Linked DNA regions of Mus musculus: region 2 is linked to region 1. The links are chromatin contacts, called in public HiChIP or PLAC-seq maps. All regions are on one chromosome and are shown on one strand. Each heading gives the region's core, a stretch centred on a gene start, on an enhancer-like site or on the middle of the called end of the contact. The rest is flanking DNA. Distances are from core to core; before and after follow the strand shown. Region 1 holds the start of Snrnp70 (small nuclear ribonucleoprotein 70 (U1)). Region 2 overlaps Plekha4 (pleckstrin homology domain containing, family A (phosphoinositide binding specific) member 4).

Region 1 (7,287 bases), core at 1,905-4,404:
AAACCAACAAACAAACAAACCTGTCTGATTTTTGAAGGTCTTTAAAAAAAAAATAAACAGAAACAATTTCTTTGTATTTACCAAAAGCATCAATTTCTGGGCAATGGTAGCACACACCTTTACCAGCACTTGAGAGAACTGGCAGGCTGATCTCTGAATGGGAGTCCAGCCTGGTCTACAGAGCAAGCTCAGGACAGGGTAAAAAAAAAAAAAAGAACATCAGTCTAAATGCCTATAGCCATTTGACATGATGTAGATGTCATAGCTGTAAAATATAATACCAAAGCTGCATAGTTCCTTCCATAGCCAAGAATCCTGTCACTTTCCACAGTTCCAAATATGATTTACAGACAGCCAAAAGCTAGAAATATGCCTGAAATAATGGTGGACAGGGCAGACCTCCAAAGCAAGACAATCTGCAAAGACATAGCAAGTCATAAAATGATACCTCTCCAGGCTATCATTAAATGCTAATTGGCACATGACCTGCAAAAAGGGTACCCCTGAGCTATATCCATTAAATTAAATATTTATTGTATAATAACATTTCTCAAGTAGAGGTTTACCAAGGTAGGCAGACAAATATTACTAAAGAATCACCTTTCTGTTATCTAGTAAATTCTGCTTTTCCTACTCAATATCAGAATGTTCCTCCTAAGACTTGTGGTTATATGGCAGTATTCCTTAGGTTTGCTCTGAAGGTGGGCATGACAAACTTTCTGCATAAAAGAACTGACTCCAAGAAGCTCAAGTGACTCAGATTAAGTCATATGTACTCAGCAAGTAGAGCCAAACCCCTAGCTCCCAGCTGTGAGCACTGCAAGATGCTATAGTGTTCAGCACTAGTAAACACTATCCTCTTCTAAAAATAACCTTACTTTTACATTATTTATTTATCTGTTTGTTTATTTAGCTAAGGATGTATGTGCGTATCACTGTGCACATAGAGATCAGAGGACAGCATGCTAGAGCATACCCTCTCCTTCCATATTGTGGATTCTAGGAACAGAACTCGGATTTCTTGGCAGCAATCACCTTTTACTGCTAAATCATATTGTCTACGCAACCTTGTCCTCTTAAAGACAAAAAAACAGTAACTACATTGACAAGCATTGATATTTACTGCCTTATTCCAAACCCTTTAACATAAATTCTGTGACTCAGCTCTCTACTGGTTTCATCTTACTGCTACCTCTTGCTAAAGGCCAACCTAACCAATGCGTTAAACATTATGTTTTCTGGGTTAGTGGCAGATACTTATAATTCTAACTCTTTGAGTACAGTAAGCATCAAGAGTTCAAGTTTAGCCTTAGTGACAAGGAGAAATCTACAAGACCATGAAAGAATGTATTCCCCCCACCCCCCAGCCAAAGAGTCAAAACAACAACAACCCACAAACAAAACAAAATCGACAGAGGTGGATCACCTAACCCTGGAGAGGCAAAGGCAAGCAGATCTCTTGAGTTTGAGGCCAGCCTGGTCTACAGAGTGAGTTCCAGAACAGCCAGGGCTACACAGAGAAACCCTGTCTGGGGACTTAGGAGTCAGGGTGGAGACACAATTGCCAATGTAACCAATTTGGCCAATCACTTGGGCTAGGGACTACCACATCCATACAAAAGATATTCTTAACCCTACAAGGAAATGAGCCGCTCCTGGAAGCACACACCCATTACATGCAGCATTTACATGACTGAGAAAGGACTGCCATAAGATCTAAGCTACACAGCAAAACCGTATCTCAAAACTCAACGAAAAGAGGTTAGCACTATGGTTCTGCAGGCTAAGGCTCTTGCAGCCACGCCTGACAACCTAGGCTTCATCTCTTGGACCCACAAGATGGAGAGAATGGCCTCTTTCAAGCTGTCCTCCGACATTCACAGATTTGCACATACACCCACATATACAAAAGTATAATTAAAAAAATTAAAATGCACACAAAAGCACAAAACATGATCAGAAAACGTAAAAGCCACATGTGTGAACCACACAACTAAAACTGTTTTGAAGCCGAATGCCTCAGGGTAGCCTGCCCCATCCAGAGCTAAACCCTCCCTCCCAACATGCTCACCTCAAACTCTCGGATGTATGGTGCAATGCCACAGTAAGGTTGGTTATGGTGTTTTTCATGTGGCAGCTTTTCCAGGGGTGGCAGGTATGGGATGGGATCTCGGGGTGCAAAAAGGGCCAGAAGGTTGGGAGGCAGAAACTGTGTCATCTTGCCAAATCTAAGACCAGAAACGTTATGTTAGCATACTTTACTTAGCACTGCTTTCTTTTAGGCCCCCTTCACCCAAAACAAACAAACAAACAAACAAACAGGTGTGAGATTTGGAGACGGATGCTGCTATCCTGGTCAAGGGAGTGACCAACATCTGCTTGAAGAAAAGCTCTTGGTAAGAGCTGAAAAACTTAAGGCTGGTAACAGAAAACAAAGGGGAAAAGGAGTAGGAGGTGTGGGACCCAGGTCGAAGCCTCGCGCTCTAGAGGTTGCTCGCTTCATACCTTTAAGATTATGAAGTAGGGATTTCAAGGGAGGCCATAAGGATAATATCCAGGAAGCCAGGGGCCTCTGCGTAAAATATCTAGGAGCCGAGAGACGAAAGGAATTATGGGTAGAGGTCCAGGATGCGACCAAAAAAAAAAAAAAAAAAAAAGGCGAGAAAAAAAGGCAACACACAAACCGCAAGGGCCTGTGGGTAGGGGACCGCAGGAGATTGGGGGAGGGGGATCCTGAGGGAAAGAAGGCTGGAGTGCCCAGAGAACTCTGGGTAAAGGATGGGGGACGCAGAGGGAGAAGTCAAAGGCACTAACCCGGGAAACGGGCCACAGCAGCGGGGAAAGGGTTCGGGAACCCCGCAAGGGCTTGTGGGTAGCGGCCCCACTCCCCGTTAAGGCCTCTCATTCACCCACTCACTCACCGCGCGGCGCTCTCCTCAGCCTGACGTTAGCCTCAGGCCTCGCGGCCGCCCTTCACAAACAAAAACTCCCGCTCCGACTTCCACTTCGGCGGCGCCCGCGTCAGGTAGCTTCGGTGGTCCGCGCAGCGCGCGCAAACCAGACCTCTCCTCACAACCCGCGCGGCCTCAGCTCGCGACCAGAACTGGGAGTGGAGACGACTCGAATCCCTCCGCCTTTCGCAATGCGCATGCGCCGTACGAGTCAAACGACACCCTCACAGCAGTCCAGGCCTTACCAGGGGCACTGCGCATGCGCCAAAACTGTACTCATTCTGAAATGGCTAAACATCCGCGGCCCGGCTGTCGTACTGCGCATGCGTGATCGGACCTAGGTCGGTCTCAGCCTCGCGCTCTAGCTAACCGCCTATGACCGCGAGACACTTATGGAAGGTCCGCCCTTTCTCCTTACACTTCCCGGACCTTGTGCGCATGCGTCTAAGTGATGCACCACGTCGCATATCCTTCCGCAGCCTGTCAAAAAGTGCCTGCATGAACAGGGTCTTTGCGTTTACGTTGGATTTGACAGGAAACTCTTGCCCGGGTAGCGGTTGTGCACGCCTTTTATCCCAGCACTTAGGAGGCAGAGGCAGGCGGATTTCTGAGTTCGAGGCCAGCCTGGTCTACAGAGTGAGTTCCCGGACAGCCAGGGCTATAAAGAGAAACCCTGTCACAGGGAGGAAAAAGAGAGAGAGAGAGAGAACTCTTTCCCAAAATTTTTGTATGTGCTAGCCACCGTTTGGCTCATGATAAAATAGTCATCTCTTTGGCTCAGTGGTTAAGAGCGCCGACTGCTCTTCCGAAGGTCCCGAGTTCAAATGCCAGCAACCACATGGTGGCTCACAACCATCCATAACGAAATCTGATGCCCTCTTCTGGAGTATCTGAGGACAGCTACAGTGTACTTACATATAATAAATGAATAAATCTTTAAAAAAAAGTCATCTCTTCTTCCTGGAGCTCATATTGTTGAGAGAAAAAGATAAATCTGTTTTGTATTATTTTTCCTTTTTATTTTGTCTTTTATTTTTTTCTTTCTCAGAGCTGAGGACCAAACCCAGGGCCTTGCTCTACCACTGAGCTAAATCCCCAACCCCTACTTTTCCTTTTTAATGTGTTCTGTTGTTTTTATCTTTACTTTTTTTCAGACAAAGTTTCACCATAGCCAAAGATGTCTTTGCATTTTGTATCAGTATGTATATTTTATCTTTTTATATATATGTGTGTGTGTGTATATGTGTGTGTGTATATATATATATATACACACACACATATATATTTCCTGTTTTCTGTACACCAGGCTGACCTTGAACCCACTGACCTCTGCCTCCAGAGTGCTGGGATCAAAGGCATAGAGCACACAATTCCAGGCTTTTTCTTTTTCATTTTCTCTTCTTTCTCCTTCTTCCTTCTTTCTTTTGTTTCTTTCTTCTTCATTGGAGACAATGAAGGATCTGGAGAGATGACTCAGCAGTTAAGGGCAACTGGCTGCTCCCTCCCACGGTCCTGAATTTGATTTCCAGCAACCACATGATAGCTCACAACTATCTATAATGGGATCTAATGCCCTATTCTGTTTTATGCTCTCTGTTATGGAGGCATACAGGCATGTAGAGCGCTCATACACATACATACATACATACATACATACATACATAAATTTTTAAAGTAAAGCTGGGCAGTGGTGGCGCAGGCCTTTAATCCCAGCACTTGGGAGGCAACGGCAGGAGGATTTCTGAGTTTGAGGTCATCCTGGTCTACAGAGTAGTTCCAGGACAGCCAGGGCTACATGGAGAAACCCTGTTTCGAAAAACCACACACACACACACACACACAAAACTTTAGAGTGCACTGCCCATAGAGCAGCTCAGGCTAACCCTGTCCATCTCACTCCCATATTAATGGGATTACAGGCTCCTAGATTATCTGAGTTTGGGATGGAACCTGGGGCAACTCTACAAAAAAGTCCTCTCCACCCTGACCTTCACCTCTTGGCAATCCCCCTGACTCAGCTTTCTATGTGCTGGGTTTACAGAATTTGCCACTACCCAGGGTTTGTAGTTTAAAGGCCAGCCTGTGCTACAGAGAAGCCTCTCTCAGGAAAACAAAGAGAGGAGCTGGGGAGATGGCTTCTGTATAAGGAGCCGAGTTCACCCACATGCCCCTCCTCTGCACCTGTAAAAATCTCAGCACTTAGAGCGCTGTCTATAACTCCAGCACGAAAGATGGAGAGGGGAGGATTCCTCTCAGTCGCCAAGAGTTTAATTCCAGGTGGAGTGAAAGGCCTGGATAATTAAGGTGGAGAGTGACTGAGGAAAACCAAAAACTCGGTGGGGCCTTGACCTCTGATCTCCACCCCAACCTGCAGTGCATGGCTGCACACAACTTTAGTCCCAGCATTTTGGAGGCAGAGGCAGGTGAACCTCTGGAATTTGAGGCCAGTCTGGGCTACATGTCCAGTTCCAGGTCTAGATGTAGATCTCTATATGACAGAGAGACCAAGTCTCAAAAAACAAAAACAAACTTACAAGGTAACCCAAGATGGCATTGAACCCTTATGTAGTGAAGGGTGTGTTGACATTTTGTCTAGGCTCTGCCCCGCAGTTACTTGGCAGCAGCCAGGTGTGCCTGACTCACTATAAAAGGGGCTGCTTGCCCCCTCCTCCCTCTCTTGCCTTCTTGTTCTCCCTCCGTCCCTTGCTCCTGCCCCACCCCCACCCCTCTCCATTTCCCCTCCTGCCTCTCTCCCCACGTGCTCATGGCCTGCCTCTACTCCTCTACTCTTTCTCTCTCTGCCTTTCTCTGTCTCTACTACCCTCTCAGCTCCCCTCCCCATGCCCTGAATAAACTCTGTTTTATACTATACCATCGTGTGGCTGGTCCCTCAGGAGGAAGGGATGTCTCAGCATGGGCCCGCAGAGGCACCCCCACACACACACCTGGTTGCAAAGCCACCAAACACATCCCTTCTCTATCTCTTTATGAGCCACTACAGGATGGCCTTGAAATTCTGGCCCTCCTACTAACATACACTCCCACTCCCAGGTCATAAAAGTGGTAGGGATTTAAACTCAGGACGTTTTGTTGATTTGTTTATTTTTTTTCCTGGGGGTGTTGTTTGTTTGTTTTTTGTTTTTGTTTTTGGGAACAGGACTTCTCTTTAGCTCTGGCTGTCCTGGAATTATCTCTTTAGATGAGGCTGTTCTTGAACTCACAGATAGCCACCTGCCTCTACCTGCCAAATGCTGAGATTAAAGGCCTGTGCCAAGGTACTAGGCTCTTTCATTAATTTACTCTCCCTCATCCTGACAGAAGTTTACCCTCTGTACTGCCTAGTTTTGTGTCAACTTGACACAGGCTGGAGTTATCACAGAGAAAGGAGCTTCAGTTGGGGAAATGCCTCCACGAGATCCAACTGTAAGGCATTTTCTCAATTAGTGATCAAGGGGGGAGGTCCCCTTGTGGGTGGTGCCATCTCTGGGCTGGTAGTCTTGGGTTCTATAAGAAAGCAGGCTGAGCAAGCCAGGGGAAGCCAGCCAGTAAGTAACATCCCTCCATGTCCTCTGCATTAGCTCCTGCTTCCTGACCTGCTTGAGTTCCAGTCCTGACTTCCTTGGTGATGAACAGCAATGTGGAAGTGTAAGTCGAATAAACCCTTTCCTCCCCAACCTGCTTCTTGGTCATGTTTGTGTAGGAATAGAAACCCTGACTAAGACACCCTCCCACCTCCTCCCTCCCCTCCCACTCCTCCTCTGTTGTCCTGCAGAAAAGGCAGGTTTCCCAGGGATAGCAAACAAACATAGCATATCAAGTTGCAATAAGATTAGGCACTAAGAGGCCAAGTCCAGACTTCATTTTAGAGAACCTGACCTAAGTTTGAACTCAGGTAAACTTACAGGCTGGTACCTAGCATTAGTTTCCAAGTTGCCCCCCCTCCCCCAACAAAACCTGAGCCTAGCTCCAGTCTCTAGAATAATCCCCAGCAAGACCAGTGTCTTCAGGTTACACCCTCAACAAGACCAGCATCTCCAGGTTATTCCCCAACAAACCTGCACCCCCAGGTTACAAGCCCACCCCTTGCCTAATCACCATCAATGCAGAGGTGAAATTAAGTTTATGACTCCCAGCACCAGCCAATTGTGTTAAAGGCCACAGTAGCTTTTCAATTAGATGCTTGCACATTTATCCCCCCCCCCTCGCCCCCTGCCGCTTGCTGCTTACTGTAAAGCCTTGCCTTGGGTCTCCCCCACCACCAAAACTGTCCTGTGTTTCCTGATGCGTTGGTGGAGGGGAATGGCAGGGGGGGGAAAGCTAGCTCAAATAGAATAAA
Region 2 (7,287 bases), core at 1,665-4,164, 140 kb after region 1:
GCAATGAGCTACCTCCCCAGCTGACCAAGCCAGCTCAGTCAGTCAACAGGTTCTCCAGCCCTGGAGTGAGGATTAAAAAGAAAAAAGACAGTTAGACAACATTGTAACTTGACCCCAGTCAATTTTGAGACTGAAGGCAAATTTTCCCAATCCACTTTTTATACCATTTTAATTGCATGCAAATATTCAGGGCGAGCAGTACAATTAGGAACTAACAGGGCAGAAAGCAAAGTCCCATGATTACTCCCATGACAGTTGTTTAAAAAGAACTTGTCATAATGACCAAAATACTTGAGCCCACTTCCTTGTCCAAGCCCAAAATCCTGCCTAAAGCCTACTTCTTTTGTTGCACCCTAAGATTAAAATTCCTGCCTTACCCCACTTCCCTATTATAGCCTAGAGTTAGATTCTTGCTGAAACTTCCTTCCTTATCATGCCCAGATGTCAGATTCCTGCCTGAGTTTATGTCCCTGTCATGGCCAATGTCAGATCCCTGCCAAGCGGCACCCCAAAAGGCTCTCCACACCCAGCCCTACTTTTAAAATGAGTGAGTGTGTGTGTGTGTGTGTGTGTGTGTGTGTGTGTAATGCATCTAAGTGTACAAGTTCATATGCCTGGGTCAGTGCACGAGGCGGCCAGAGCTGGGCATCAGGTGAGCTTCTTTGCTGCTCTCCACCTTATTACCATGAGACAGGGTCTCTCATTAGGCTGGAAGCTTGCTGGATTAGTCAAGCTGACCAGCCTACAAGCTCTCAGCAGCATCTGTCTCGGATCCCCAGTTTCCTAGAGTATAGGGACACAGAACTGTGCCTAGATGGTTGGTTGGTTGGTTTCGGTTTTTTTGAGACAGGTTTTCACTATATAACCAGATTGGCTTGGCACTCAGATCCACCTGTCTTTGCCTCCCCAGGGCTGAGATTTAAAGTGTGTGCCACCTTTGCCCTGATTGATTGCTGTTTTGTGGGACAAGGGTTCCATTTGTCCTCATCCGAGATGGCCTTGAGTTTAGACCCTTCCTGTTGTGGGCCAATTTTTTTTTAAGATTTATGTATTTATTTAATGTATATGAGTGCTCTATCTTCATATACACCGGCATGCCAGAAGAGGGCATCAGATCCCATGTGATTGCTGGGAATTGAACTCAGGACCTCTGGAAGAGCAGCCAGTGCTCTTAACCTCTGAGCCATTTCTCCAGTCCCTGTGAGCAAATTTTTTTTTAAAAAGTGGGTTCACTCCCGATCTGGGGAGACTAATGCTGGGTAACTCAAGACCAAGAACTCAACCAAGAACTCAAGGACAGCCTGGGCTACAGAGACAGCCTGGGCTACAGAAGTGCTGTCTCAAAAAGCAAGCAAACAAACAAAAACAAAACAAAAACCAATCAAACAAACAAAACCCAACATCACCATCACCCCTCAACTTCCCCCCCAAATGTCAGACTGTCTTGGGCACTTTCCCATCCTGTCCCAGTTCCTAGATATCAGGGCACTGGGTCCTGTGCCAGTAGACCCAGTGTCCTGTTAGGAGCAAGAATGAGGAACAGGGGCTGGTGAGATGGCTCAGTGGTTAAGAGCACCAACTGCTCTTCCAAAGGTCCTGAGTTCAAATCCCAGCAACCACATGGTGGCTCACAACCACCAGTAATGAAATCTGATGCCCTCTTCTGGAGTATCTGAAGACAGCTACAGTGTACACATAATAAATAAATAAATAAACAAATCTTAAAAAAAGAAAAAAGAATAAGGAACAGATCCCTCTTCTTCTTCACTTGCTAGCGGACTCCCGAGGTCACCTGCACGTCCCAGGCCTGGGGAAGGTCCTGGGGGACCCGGAGGACCCCCAGAGGTGAACAGAAGGGAAGAGGGGCGCATCTCAGAATCACCAGAGGTAGCTCGGCTCTCCAGAGGTCTTGGCAGACATGAAACGCACACTCCCAACTCTACAGTGGATCTGCAGACTGACACCTGGAGTCGTAGAACCCGGAGCCCAGAGTAAGAAGGAACCCTTTGGGTGCTTTGTCTAATGGTAGGGCAAGGGAAGGACTGGTTGGCCCAGTGAGGCTTCTTTGGAGGTCTAAGGAAAGAGGGAGCTAGCTGGAAGCGTGGCTTAAGGGAAGGATGGGACCCCAGAGGCCTGGGTCAAGGCTTGGTCTTTTGCAGGTAAATGGATGCATATATTCCCAAAGGGAACACACCCACTCTGCCTAGCAGAGGGGCAGTGCGACTCAGGGAAGCCAGATACTCTTGTTGGGTAGAGAGATGGACTGGGAGCAGGAACTCAGGCTAACACAGTTTCCCGATTATCTCCTTTCCACAGGTTGTTCTCACCCCTTTCCCGGCCTCCCTCCCCTCTGAGCCTTCCCCGTCCTCGCTCTGCCCCGGCCCGGCGACCCCCTCTCTCAGCAGGAGACATCTCATTTCCTGCCCGACCGCATACTCCTTTGAGTCGCATCGATGTCCGACCTCCTCTGGATTGGGGACCCCAAAGACAGACCCTCTCCCGACCTCCCATTCCACGCCGAGGACCTTCCTCTGAAGCTGGCGGAGAACGGCCACCCAGGAGTCCCCAGCCCCGGACACCAGAGCAGAGAACGCAGGTGCTCGAAAGGAGCAGACTACATTTCCCACTAGGCTTCCAGGCTCGCTTTCTAGGCCAGTGATTGAGTCATGCTTCCCAGGAATTATGGGGATTATAGTTCACAATGCAACTGGTCATCTCCGCCTCCCCCCCCCCCCATATGGTGGTGCTGTGGGTGGGTGGGTGGGTGTACCATTGCTCCTATAGTGATTCCACGTCCCATCAGGTCTCAGGATGTGTGTGGAGGAGTTTTGGGGGGGGGGGGGTAGCGCGTGCTCGCGTACCTTTGCTTCTATGTATTGTGGGTATTGTAGTCCAGAACACTCTCTTTGAAACTGAGAGGCCAAAGCATAGTTTGGATTCCAGTTATTGTTTCAACATAGCCAGCCTCCTGACAATCCCTCTAAGAATCACGGGTTTATAGCCCAGAATATCGGAAGCTAATTTCCAGCAACCCCTAGTGGTTTTGCCATGCTAGTCCATTTATTAGCACCCTGTGTGTATGTAGCCAGTGTAGTTGAGGATGTGTGTGTGTGTGTGTGTGTGTGTGTGTGTGTGTGACTGTTCTAGGCAAGTACTTTACCACTGACCTACTCCACGGTCCTCTTTTTAGCTTCTCATTTTGAGACAGGGTCTCTCTAAGTTGTCCAGGTAGGCCTTAAACTTACTCTAAAACCCAGCCCTCCAGAGTAGCTCAGATGATGGCCAGGGCCACTAGACTTAACCAGATGTTTCTATGCATTTCAGTCTACCCAGGCCACCTCTGGTTCGTCCACCTATCTCCAGCTGCCCCCAAGACCTCCTGGGACCCAGGCCTCCATGATTTTGCTGGTAGGTCTCCTGCAGCCCCAGGAATCCAGTAGATTCCGTCTCTTGCTTGACCTTCTCAGCACCCCCCTCCCCTAGGATAGTTGTCTCCTGGCCAAAGAGCCTTGATATGAGGCTCCCTGGGTAGCTGCTCTTATTGTTTTCCCATGACTGATAGAGCAAGATATGGAATAAAGAAATGAGGACATGAGCGATCCTAGCTATAGCCGAGAAGATTTATTAGTATAGATACAAGGGAGAGAACAGCCAGAGGCACCTGGAAGAGGCCAGACTGAACCAGGCCAGCAGGCTCAAGGGAGGCCATGGGGGAGAGAAAGGGATGGGTGGGAGGGGAGGGGAGAGGAGAGGAGAGGAGAGGAGAGGAGAGGAGAGGAGAGGAGAAAACAGAAGGAGCAAAGAGGGGAGCTGAGGACTGAGACCAAGAAGCCAAAATGGCTGAGGTTATACAGAAACCAGAGAAGGGGGGGGCGGGGGGAGGAAGTTTTCAGGGGCCGGATGGGTTCAGGTTAGGGGACTGGATGAGAAAAGTGCTGAGAGGAACCAGGACTCTTCTGAATGCTGAGCCCGCTTTGCTATGTTAAATAGACATATTTAAACGTTCTACCTGCATGTATGTTAGTGTAATTTCTGCATGCCTCGTGTTCAGGGAAATTGGAAGGCATTGGATTCCCTAGATCTGCAGTTGCAGGTGACTGCAGGCTACGGTGTAGGTGCTGGGTCCTGAACCCTGGGCTTCAGAAAGACCAATAGATGCCTTTCTTCCCCCAAATGATAGCTGTGAGCCACCACATGGGTGCTGGGAATTGAACCCAGGTCCTCTGAAAGAACAGCCAGTGCTTTTAACAGCTGAGCCATCATCTCTCCAGCCCTGACCTGAAGTTCTGATCCTCCTGGGTTGGTCTTCTGAGTGCTGGGATAGAAAGCGTGCACCTCTGTGCCCAGCTTGCCAGTTTTCAATGTGTTAACTGTGCAGGCTGTGTGGACACTGTTTCCCATCTGCAGTGTTTTCTGTGGCTATTTGAGTCCTGAGCCTCCTGAAATCTGTTGGAAGCTAAGATTCCTGCTGTTGAGTCCAGAGGTTTCTAAGGCTTGGAAGGATGCCAATCAGTCTATCCATGGACAGAGTGTTTGGCTCCTCACTGACAGTGTGAACCTGCCAGTCACCTTTGACCCTGGAATTTTCTCCTTCTTAGCCAGGACCCCCTGTGGACTCAGCTTTGCATCAGAGCTTGGAGACAGATGTAAGTTCTCCCAGATCCAAACCCTGTTGCAGTCTCAGAGTTGAAAGGGTTTTAGACCAGCAGTTCTCAACCTACGGGTCTCGAGCCCTTTGAAGTGGCATTATGATTCGTAACAGCAGCAAGATGACAGTTATGAGGTAGCAACAAAATAACTTTATAGTTGGGAGTCACCACAAGGTGAGGAACTGTGTTAAAGGGTCGCAGCATTAGGAAGGTTGAGAACCACTGGTCTAGATGGAACTGGGGCAGGGCAAGCCAGGCGAGATGGATAAACATGTCTCTACTCCCCCCCCCCCCCCCCAGACGTTGTTGACTAAGCTGTGTGGGCAGGACCGGCTCCTGAGGCAGCTACAGGAGGATCTGGACAAGAGGCAGGAGGAGAAGGTACAGAAGGGGTGATGTGCCTTAGCTGCTCCTGCCCTTGATTCCTCCCCAGGCACCAGGGTCGAGATGCTTCCCCTGTGGTGGGCTTGGGGGGCTCGCTTGCCCTCTTGGCTTCAGAAGTCCAATCGCTGTGGTCTGTGCAGGAGCAGCTGGAGGCAGCTTTGGAGCTGACCCGGCAGCAGCTGGGCCAAGCTACCAGGGAGGCTGCAGCTTCCGGGAAGGCCTGGGGTCGCCAGCGCCTTCTGCAGGACCGGCTGGTGAACGTGAGGGCTGCTCTGTGTCACCTGGCTCAGGTGAGCATCTGGGAAGAGACTCCCAGGCTTGTGCAGGTCACTGCAGAGATTCCGTAGGCCTGTGGGTTGTTCTCGAAATGCCAGTGCAGTCACAAAACCCACTCATAACTCTAAATCTATCATGTTTAAAAAATGTGTTCTTACTACATGTGTGTGTGTATGTGTGTGCACATGTGAGTGCATATGTATGTATTGTGTGTGTGTGCACATGTGAGTGCACATATATGTATCCCACAGCACCCATGTGAGGGCCAGAGGACAATGTGAAGGAGTCAGTCTCTTCTATTCTGTTGGTCCTGGGGACCAAGCTCAGATCATCAGACTTGGCAGCAAGTCCCTTTAACAACTGAGCTATCTTACAGGCTCCTTAAACCCATACTCTTGATTTTTATAGAGGCTACGGGGCAAAGAGCCCAGCTGTAACAAAACTTAATTTAGTAGCTTAGGGATGATGATTATCATCATCACCATAACCACCATTATCATCATCATCATCATCATTGGTTTTTGGTTTTTTGTTTGTTTGTTTGTTTGTTTGTTTGTTTTTGGCAACGGTTTCTCTGTGTAACCCGAGTTGTCCTGGAGCTCACCATGTGAATCAAACTGGTCTCAAACTCACAGAGATCCATCTGCCTCTGCTTCCCTAGGGCTGGGATTGAAGGCTTGTGCTACTACACCTGGCCTAGAGGATGATTTTTAAAATGTGTTTTCTGTTATACATACGTGTGTGTATGTATGTGGATGTATATGTGCACATACATGGACACACACATATATGTGAACCCAGGGCTTCACTCACAAGGTGATCTGTGTTGCAGGAAATATTAAAAATGACCCGGCATGTTCCCGCTCTAGTGCTAGCACCAGCAGGCCACAACACTGTGCCCCGGCAGGGTTCTGCCAGCTCTGTCCCACATTCCAGTAACCAAATTGAACTGCCAACCTCACGGTTAGATATCACAATACCCAGTAACCTGGTAAAATCAAAACTCTAACTAATCAGATTTATGTATCAATAGAATCACAATTTACAAGATGCCAACACAATAATTTCAGAGCAGATTGACAATGATAAGAGCTTTATTGCAATTATTCTAACCTTACAATATCATAACTACCTACCTGTGGCTGGCTCAAACCACGCTGGTTCGCATTTGCTTCCATTCTCTCTCTCTCTCTCCTCTCTCTCTCTCTCGCTCTCTCTCTCTCTTTCTCTCCTCTCTCTTCCCTCTCTCTCTCTCTCCCCCTGAGATGCTCTCTGTCTCTGCAACTCTTGACTCCGCCTCCCTTTTCCCTGTCCAATCACAGGTCTCCTCTGCACTAATGTAATTGGACGGGGAAAATCCTGTGCTGCCTCTGACTTGATTTTATCTTATATTTTAATAGGCTCACTGTATGTTCCCAGCGGGCCTAGAACTCAGAGTTCTGCCCGCTTCTGTCTTCCTTGTGCTGGGATTAGAATTAGAGGTGTGGCCATCATGCTCTGCCAAGGGAAACCAGGGTGATAATTTATTACCATCATGATCACATATTCTGTTGGCAGGATGACATCTCAGCCTCAGGACCTGATTCTCAGACCCACATGGCAGATAAAGAGAAACAACTCCGGCTGGAGAGATAGTTCAAAGGTTAAGAGCACTGAGTTCAATTCCCAGCAACCACATCGTTAGCTCACCTATAATGATATCGTGTGCCTTCTTCTTCTAGACATACATGAAGGCAGACTGCTGTATACATAATAAATAAATACATTTTTTAAAAAAGAAACAACTCCTACAAATCACTCTTTCCCACTCACGCTTGCACAGACATGAATACATGCTTAAAAATCGGTTGTGTTTTTGCACGTGCCAGCGTGCTGGTGGGGGTCAGAGGAAGCTTATAGCCATTGGTGCCCTCCTTCCATGTGGAGCTCAGGGATGGAGTACAGGTCTGCAGGTTTGCTGCTTAGCGCCTTTCTTGCT

The links. HiChIP or PLAC-seq counts read pairs in DNA pulled down with a chosen protein or histone mark.
Region 2: a contact with region 1 is called in a FOXA1 HiChIP or PLAC-seq map of pancreatic cancer cells. The contact joins the enhancer-like site here to the promoter of Snrnp70 in region 1. A contact is called at or near these places in 17 of 39 promoter capture datasets (the 3T3-L1 cell line, the C10 cell line, the HPC-7 cell line and 11 more), 10 of 484 Hi-C or Micro-C datasets (the G1E-ER4 cell line, cerebellum, cumulus cells and 6 more), 5 of 115 datasets of contacts at active chromatin or transcription factors (embryonic midbrain, embryonic stem cells, intestinal villus epithelium and 2 more) and 3 of 9 other capture datasets (adipose tissue, liver and pancreatic islet).

Annotation. Positions count from the first base shown.
Region 1 is chr7:45,392,588-45,399,874 of GRCm38.p6, forward strand. It overlaps Snrnp70 (small nuclear ribonucleoprotein 70 (U1)), which reads right to left and starts at 3,155. Exons shown (of 10, transcript NM_009224.5): 1 at 2,922-3,155; 2 at 2,072-2,228. The coding sequence starts at 2,218.
Region 2 is chr7:45,535,882-45,543,168 of GRCm38.p6, forward strand. It overlaps Plekha4 (pleckstrin homology domain containing, family A (phosphoinositide binding specific) member 4), which reads left to right. Exons shown (of 20, transcript NM_001381849.1): 7 at 1,776-1,991; 8 at 2,317-2,596; 9 at 3,325-3,408; 10 at 4,599-4,646; 11 at 4,950-5,030; 12 at 5,174-5,323. Among named protein-coding and RNA genes, the nearest start is that of Plekha4, 9.9 kb to the left of the region's middle. Within about 2 kb of position 2,915, at least 174 of the 459 cell types and tissues checked have an H3K27ac peak or open chromatin away from gene starts, as enhancers often do. A contact at or near this core is called in adipose tissue, cerebellum, embryonic fibroblasts and 8 more, where this site is marked.